Regions from separate parts of the Mus musculus genome. Here all the other regions are linked to region 1. The links are chromatin contacts, called in public HiChIP or PLAC-seq maps. All regions are on one chromosome and are shown on one strand. Each heading gives the region's core, a stretch centred on a gene start, on an enhancer-like site or on the middle of the called end of the contact. The rest is flanking DNA. Distances are from core to core; before and after follow the strand shown. Region 1 overlaps Mcm3ap (minichromosome maintenance complex component 3 associated protein). Region 2 overlaps Dip2a (disco interacting protein 2 homolog A). Region 3 holds the start of Dip2a (disco interacting protein 2 homolog A).

Region 1 (2,595 bases), core at 48-2,547:
TCCCCTGTACTGGGGCATATACAGTTTGCATGTCTAATGGGCCTCTTTTTCCAGTGATAGCTGACTAGGCCATCTTTTGAACCTAGGACATTCTTATATGTCAAGTGGGACTGTACCCCTGAGCTACATCCTCAGGCCATATGCAATCCCTACACTTCTTTTCCTAAACCATTTTTAGCAGAACCTTTCCAGGAAGTCTCAGGTAATATCACTTCTTTATATTTTGTAAAAGCATTCATTCTAAAAAATTAATTAGATAAATCTGACATTCAGATGTAATATATAAATGGTCATTTTAATTTCATAAAAGCAAAACCAAGGCTGGGCGTGGTGGTGCACGCCTTTAATCCCAGCACTCAGGAGGCAGAGGCAGGTGGATTTCTGAGTTCGAGGCCAGCCTGGTCTACCGAGTGAGTTCCAGGACAGCCAGGGCTACACAGAGAAACCCTGTCTCGAAAAAACAAAACAAAAAACAAAAAACAAAAAACAAAAAACAAAAAAACAAAAAAAAAAAGAAAGAAAAAAAAAACAAAGCAAAGCCAAAAAACTTATTTAACATATTACTGAAACCATACTATGGGTGTTTTTTAAATTTTATTTTTATTCCTGCCTGCTGTATCTTTAGAAATAGTGTGTGTGTGTGTGTGTGTGTGTGTAAAACATAAGATTAAAATGGAGATCACTAATATAAGCTGGACAGGACGGTACATGCCTATACTCACAGAAGAGGAAGAGGAAGCATCACTTCTAGGTTACCCTGACTGCCTAGCAAACTTGAGATCAGCCTGCCCTACATGACAGTGTCTCAAAATCCAAACAACCACATATATTACATTCCAGACAGATGAGAAGATAGGTAGCTCAGGAGAGAAACCAACAAGTACCCTGACAGACCTTTAAAAGGTGAAACCATACCTTCACTGTGCCTTGTAAATCATTAACAGAGTCAGGAATCTCAACAACAATGTAATCGGAAATCAGCTTGGCTGAAACCAAATCCTGTAACATCAGACCTTTAAGAGAAACAGGAAGGACCCATGTAATAATACTCATTTTGCACATGCGACACATCCCAAGCTAGTTGTGGCCCTGCGCTGTGGACAGAACAAATAGGGCACTAACCCCAAAGCTCCCCACACTGCTCTGCTGGCCATCCATCACACTCATGCCCCACCCACTTCTTAAAGGTATGGGATCAGGAACGGGGCTTCCTTCACACACCGTCCTCTACTGCCCTCCCCGCGGAGTCCCCTCTGGAGCTGGGCACGAGGACCACCAGCGGCAGGGCAGGCTGGAAGGGCTTGGCCTGCAGAAGCTGCTTGAGCTGCAGTAAAGCCGACAGCCAGGACAGTTCCTCCTCTGCCACCTCCTCACTCTTCACTTTCGGGGGAAGCAGCAGCATGAGCCCACTGGTTCCCAACAGGTCCTTCTGGGTCTCCACAGCATCAAGGGCACTGTCACTAAGGGTGCCATGAGCCACCTGCAACAAAATCAAAGATGTCAGGGTGAATGTACCAGAGGACAACACAGGAGACAGTCTGCCTCAGCAAGGACAGTTGCAGAGCTCTATTCACTGTGCCCTGGACAGTCCTTCAAAGACAAAGCTGGGCCACGCATGGCGGCGGCACAGGCCATTAGTCCCAGCACTCAGATGGATCTCTGAATTCAAGGGCAGCCTAGTCTACGGTGCAAGTTCCAGGACAGTGAGTAGTGAGGGCTACACAGAGAAGCCCAACCAAACCAAACCAAACCAAACCAAACAGAACCAAACCAAGCCAAAACAAGAAAAAGCAGAGAGAGAGAGAATATAAGGTAAATATATTTTCAGGAGGATAGCAATCAGAAAAATTCCCCCCTCCATGTCCTTTCCTCAGAATCATCTAAAGGACTAAACCAAGAAAAGGTATTGTTACTATCACCAACACCAACATCACACAAGTACTAGCCATTGTTCCAAGACCATATGCACAAATTTACTTCAAACCCAAGGGCCTACTAAGCAGAGCCCTAGCAAAGGAAATACACCGTGTTGGGAACTTTAATTAGTAGGAATATTGTGTTTAAAAGAAATAAGGACTAAGAAACCTGACAAAATCAAAGAGCTATGAGAATGACATTAACAGGGATTAGTGCTCGCAATAAAACAAAAAGGGGCCTAAGGTCTGCTGTTGGGTAGAGGCTGCAGCTTGAGTCAAGCAAAAGATAAAGTAGAAAGGAATCCTGTAGAGTGCATCACATTCTCAAGGAGGAATGTGGCAGCCAAGGCTCAGTGCTTGCTGTAGTCTGGCCCTGAGGAGCCAAGTGTTTACTGCTTGGCCTCCAGCTTGGCATGACTGGGAGATGGGAGGGATACTGAAGAGGTGGGATCTGTGGAGATATGAGGTCACTGGGGACATGACTTTGAAGGACTGTGGGCTGCCAACCTCCTCAGCTGTGTCCTGGCTGTCAAGTGTACACTTTTCTTCTGCTATGTGCGTCCTCAGAAAAGCAACAAGGGCATCAGTCATGGACTGAAACCTTCAATACTATGAGCGAAAGTAAGCTTCCCCTCTTAAAAAAATGGATTATATCTGGATAATATTATATATTATTATT
Region 2 (2,595 bases), core at 66-2,565, 190 kb after region 1:
AATCACATCTGATCACAATGGGGTCACATTCGGATAGCTTGGCACCCAGATTAGGTCGAACAAAATGTCTCTGTTGGTAAATTTTTGTCTCCATCCAGATCCACCTCTTTCTTATCTGGAATGTGTCTTTTAGAGACAGAAGCACTTTTATAATCCTGTGGCCTGGCAGTTCCAGACTGGTGGTGTGTGTCCCAGGCCTCAGAATCATGCTGGTCTCTTGATGTCCTGTGGTCCTTTTCTGTTCTCCAGGTGGTTGCACCTGGCTCTCTTGTCACTGCTTTTCCTGGGACTTTGCATATGTGACTGTAAGGGCGGCCTGCTGTCCTTGTGCACGGGCCCTGCTATGGGGGGGGTTAAGGCGATAGCTTCCATCTGACTCTCTTCCTATAGATAGTCTTCCTAAAAACAAGATGCCAGTCCACTCCTAAGCTCTTGGATGTCAGACATCTTAGAAAGGTGCCTTGGGCCGTCTGAAACCCAGCATGTAAGTGGTTGTGTGATTAGCTGTGTGTGAAGCCCACCGACACCCGTGTCCCAGGATCTTAAAGAGAACGAGGACAGCCTGCCTGGAACCTCAGTGCTCAGTGGGGAGGGTGCTGGAGCCAGAGCTGTCGCTGCCTCTTCCTTCCATTCTGCTGACCTGGGTGGCGAGCACTTGCCGTATATCAGGGCTGCCTGGGGAGGCAGTAAGGGTTCCTGCAAGCCACGTTAGGTGGTGCTGGGACCATCTTCTGAGTTCTTTTCCTGTCTGCTGTGCTGGCTGGATTAGGGCTGAGTGGCAGGGTTTCTCCCGGTAGCCTGTGGCTTGCGTTAGCATCCTCTGTGGGGCCTGTCAGTACAGTTCCTGTAATCTGCTGAACATCTGTTTTCCAATGCAGCGTGTGTCCCTGGGAGACTCGAGCTTCCCCTGCCACGTTGTGCTTCTTGCCCACGCTGTGTGAAGAGTGGGGCCACAAGAGGAGGTAGCCATTAGAGCAGCCGCCTCCAGGGTCTGTGGCTTGCTTGTTTCCTGTGTGGCTGTCGGCCGTGGTCTCCGTTCCCTAAGGAATCTTGACAGTCTAGAGCAGGAAAGCAGCCATTGCTTTGCTTTTCTGTTTCTCTGAAGGCTTTGACCTTGGTTTTGTTCTACGTTTACTTGTTTGTTTAGTGGTGTGTGTGTGTGACCATACACAGGTACACACATACACAGACACAGACACACACACACATACACACACACACCCTCTACAGGCATTTGGGAAGGCTAGACAAGAACAGTGACTATCCTGCTTTATCTACCCTTGTCTCTTGAAACAGGATCTCTCACTAATCCTGGAGTTAGGCTGGCTGCCAGCCTTCCCACTGAACAGTCAGTGCTGCGACTATAGTCTCGCACATCCCTGCTTCCTGCGTGGGTCCTGAACGTAGGCTCGAGACCACTGAGCATGACCTCTTACCTCTGAGTAATGCTTGGTTTCCGGGCAAGGCTGTCTGAGGCTCTTTCAAAGAGGGCAGAACCCAAGAGCACACACCATGAAAGGCTTGTCACTGCTAGGCTGTTAACTCCTTGTTTAGCATGTTAAACGCGCCCTGGCTCTCAGCATTCGGTAAGACAGCATCAGGGCTTCGATGGTTAGGCTATGGATATCTTACCAAGAACTTACCCTGGTGTCTGTTGGCATTAGGAGTGCTCATCCTTTGAAGAGGATGTGGCTGTAGGTATTTATAAGGTAGCATTGTTGCCTATGCTGATGGATGATCATCTTGTCTCCTGCAGGTGTGCTGTGAGGGCCCTTTTCCCTTCTGACCTGCTTGGCCTAGCACTGACTGATTCTACTCAGTTAAAACAACAGATCTCAACTTGGATTCTAATACCTTACTGCAAATGTAGTTTTGATATGCTACTGGATAACTGAAGAGCACAGTTAGCTTGATTTCTAAATTTTACTTGTTTATTCTTTTAACTACATTTATTCTTTGAAATGCATTTTAAGTTATTTATTTTGTGTGCATGTGTGTGTAGGGTACATGTGTGTAGGTCGGAGGGAAGCTTGTGGGAGTTGGTTCTCTCCTCCCAGCACGTAGGTTCTGCAGAGGGAGCTCAGGTTGTCACACTTGGTGGTTATTGCCTTTACCTGCGGAGCCAGTTTTGTTACTCTGTGTGTGTGTGTGTGTGTGTGTGTGTGTGTGTGTGTGTGAATGTGCCACAGTGTGCACGTGGCAGTCAGTCCTCTCCTTCCCAGGGAATGAACTGAGGTCAGAGTTCACGGCAAGTGGTTTTATCTGCTGAGCCTTCTCATTGGCTCTTAACTTGATTTCTGAATTCAGATTTAGCTTCCTTAATCTCAAGTCTGCAATTTAGAGCAGCACATTAGAACATTTTAGAGTTTCTGTTAGGAGTGCTTAACTAATGAGGTATGTGACTGTCCCAGATCTATACTCCTCTGATTTCTGAACTATGAAGCTCCCAGCCATTGGCCTAGGGGCTGCTCAGTGTGTACCCAGCTTCCCGTCCTCATCACAAAGCTCTAACATAGCTCTGCAGCTGAATGAAGGAAAGATATAGGAAGAACAGTATAGTAAGTAAAAATTTTGAAGTATAGCTTTTTAGATAAA
Region 3 (2,595 bases), core at 29-2,528, 160 kb after region 1:
GTGAGGGACTGTCAGCTAAGCAGCTCCTTCCCCAGCAACCTGCTGGAATGCCTTCAAGTCTGGCTGTTTTCCGTACTTTACAGTCAATGTGAAAATACTCCAGCAGCAAGCTAATCTACTACAATTGAATCCAGGAGACCTGGTCCAGGAAACCTTGCTCTGGCCACACCCACTCCAGACAGTGCACCCGCCTCGAAAGGCGAAGCCCAGATGCTTTTTTTTTTCTCGACCAGTAAACTTTCGGCAGCTATTATTCATTCAAGAGGACAGGGAACACTTCCTTAGAAGAAACCATTGATCAGAGAAACGTGAGAAGTGTTGACCAGCTTTCATGCAAAGCTTGTGACTGCTTCCTATATAAACCTGTGACCTGCGGAAATAAATAGTCCCTCGTTTGCATACCACACCTCCTGCCTGTATAACCAGATTAGTCAGCTCAAATCAGATGTTTTAAAATCAGTTGGGGACACCTTCCTATGCTGTTCCTTGTGGATGTAATATTAGGCTCACTGAAAGCCTCCAAAATGGTCTTTTTTGTTGCCTACCTGGGATTTTTAATATATGTAGACAGTGGCAAGAGGGTGGCTAATGAGTAGTAGAAATAAAATTGTGTGTGTGTGCGTGTGTGTGTGTGTATATATATGTATGTAAGTATGTATGTATGTATGTATATACATGTTTATACGTATATGTGTATATATACCGCCACTCTGAGAATAGCTCCTTCAAAAATCCCACTAAGGTTTCCAACATGTCAGATCTATGCTTCCATGCCCCAAGGACATCTCAAGGACTGAGACACTGCCAGAGCTCCTTCTTGGTCAATGTCAGAGTGCTTCCAGGGTTATTGTGAAAGGGAATAAGCAAACACACTTTAAGGGCGGCAGAAAACCCGCCAGAGTTAGCTGATACCATAGCAGGAACGCGGACAGAATTAAGCGTGCCAGCAGGGCTCCTGAGGAAGAAGAAGGTGGGGATCCCGGAGGAGGGTCACCTGGGCGACATTGAAGTCCGTTCGGTGGGGTCGCACGTCTCCCGAGGCGCCTCTGTCCAGCTCTCCCGCCCGCCGCTCCTCTCGCACCCCGAAGCGGAGTAAAGCTCCGGGCTGCTCCGGCGTGTCTTATTGGCCAATGGAACCGAGCCTTTAAAGTTGCTGGGCGGGGCCGGCCCGGCGTACCCGCGCAAGCGTTGCCCCGCCCCTCAGCCGCGCACGCGCGTCCCCAGCGCGCTCCCGGAGCCGGAGCCAGCCGCGCTCGCGCCCGTGCCCGCGCCCCTGCGAAGCAGCCCCGGCCGCGCCCCGCCCGCTGCCGGCTGCGGGCGGCCGCTGCGGGTCTGCAGGCCCCGGTTGGGGGAACGCCTGAGCCACCGGCCATGGCCGACCGCGGATGCCCTCTGGAGGCGGCGCCGCTGCCCGCCGAGGTGCTCGAGAGCCTGGCGGAGCTGGAGCTGGAGCTGTCCGAAGGTGAGCCGCGGGTTCCCCCCACCCCCCACCCCGCCAGGGACCCTCGCCCGAGACCCCGCCCAGGGACCTCCGGGAGCGTCACCCCCGGAACCTGCGGGTACCCTCATACGGGATCCCCGCCGGCCTCTCCTCGGCATCCCTGTCTGGGCCGCTCGCCGGAGAGCCCGCCAGCTTCTGCAGACTGGCGGGTGCCCGGCCTCCGAAGGACACCGGGAGGGACTGGCTTGGGAGGTGGGCCTAGGCGCACTCTTGCTGCCCGACCGTCAAGGCCACGGTCCAGGTCCGGGCTTCCAGCGTGTGCCCTGCAGCCTGTCGGCCAGCAGGAAGCCCGGGATGCAGAAGCCGAGCCCCACCCCTGGAACCTCAGACTGCCTCGTGAGCCTCAGTTTCCTCATCTAGAAAACGAAGCAAAAGTACACTTGCGCCTTGTGGATTATGAGGCTGAAGTGCATTAACCTATAAACATGTAAAACGTGTTTAACACTTAAAAGGTTTATTCCTTTACGGAATTTTGATACAATTACACTGGGGGAGGAGGTGGGGGACAGGCAAGGGTCACGGTGCCTGCGTGGGGAGGTCAGAGGTCAGCTTGCACGGAGCTGGGAGCTGGTGCTCTCCTTCCACCTTGTGAGTTCTGGGAATGAACTCAGGTTGTCAGATTAGAGGGCAAGTGCTCGCCGGGCCAACCCGACAGCCCTCTCTAGGTGAGGATTTTTAAAAAGTTAAAAAGTCAAATAAGTGGTTGTTAGAAACAGACTAGGGAAATAATAGAACTCCAGAGATGGGAGTGGCGCCCTCAATTTGGACGCCTGGGAAAAGAGTTCTGTTCTCCATAAACTGACCTCCAACCCTGGTGGAAAAGCATCTGTGCTTGTTAACTCTGCTTTTGAGACTTAAATGCAATTAGAACTTGTTAGAATCCATCACCCCCCCACCCCACCCCATTTAGATTGTTAAGCTTTGCTGTGGTAGGTTTAGTGAGTTTTTGAGAATTCTCTTTTTCTTTTTAAATATATGCATTTCCCCTGCATGTTTGTCTGTATATCTTATGCGTGCCTGGTGTTCCCTGGAGGCCAGAATTGGGTCCTAGATTCATGTTGGTGCTGTGACTTGAACCCAGGTCTTCTGGAAGA

Evidence for each region. HiChIP or PLAC-seq counts read pairs in DNA pulled down with a chosen protein or histone mark.
Region 2: a contact with region 1 is called in an H3K27ac HiChIP or PLAC-seq map of extraembryonic endoderm stem cells. The contact joins two enhancer-like sites. A contact is called at or near these places in 1 of 39 promoter capture datasets (liver), 6 of 484 Hi-C or Micro-C datasets (the Ba/F3 cell line, the HPC-7 cell line, embryonic stem cells and 2 more), 1 of 115 datasets of contacts at active chromatin or transcription factors (extraembryonic endoderm stem cells) and 3 of 9 other capture datasets (adipose tissue, liver and pancreatic islet).
Region 3: an H3K27ac HiChIP or PLAC-seq map of extraembryonic endoderm stem cells shows a contact between it and region 1. The contact joins the promoter of Dip2a here to the enhancer-like site in region 1. A contact is called at or near these places in 1 of 39 promoter capture datasets (the HPC-7 cell line), 1 of 484 Hi-C or Micro-C datasets (embryonic stem cells), 3 of 115 datasets of contacts at active chromatin or transcription factors (embryonic stem cells, extraembryonic endoderm stem cells and microglia) and 3 of 9 other capture datasets (adipose tissue, liver and pancreatic islet).

What each region holds. Positions count from the first base shown.
Region 1 is chr10:76,503,048-76,505,642 of GRCm38.p6, reverse strand. It overlaps Mcm3ap (minichromosome maintenance complex component 3 associated protein), which reads right to left. Exons shown (of 29, transcript NM_019434.3): 22 at 1,222-1,480; 23 at 916-1,013. Among named protein-coding and RNA genes, the nearest start is that of Lss, 27 kb to the left of the region's middle. Within about 2 kb of position 1,297, at least 12 of the 459 cell types and tissues checked have an H3K27ac peak or open chromatin away from gene starts, as enhancers often do. A contact at or near this core is called in extraembryonic endoderm stem cells, where this site is marked.
Region 2 is chr10:76,315,126-76,317,720 of GRCm38.p6, reverse strand. The region is part of intron 5 of Dip2a (disco interacting protein 2 homolog A); the gene reads left to right. Among named protein-coding and RNA genes, the nearest start is that of Dip2a, 29 kb to the left of the region's middle. Within about 2 kb of position 1,315, at least 34 of the 459 cell types and tissues checked have an H3K27ac peak or open chromatin away from gene starts, as enhancers often do. A contact at or near this core is called in extraembryonic endoderm stem cells, where this site is marked.
Region 3 is chr10:76,343,974-76,346,568 of GRCm38.p6, reverse strand. Dip2a (disco interacting protein 2 homolog A) reads left to right here and starts at 1,278. Exons shown (of 38, transcript NM_001081419.2): 1 at 1,278-1,462. The coding sequence starts at 1,372. It overlaps Gm40699 (a long non-coding RNA gene), which reads right to left and starts at 1,274. Exons shown (of 2, transcript XR_871838.2): 1 at 995-1,274.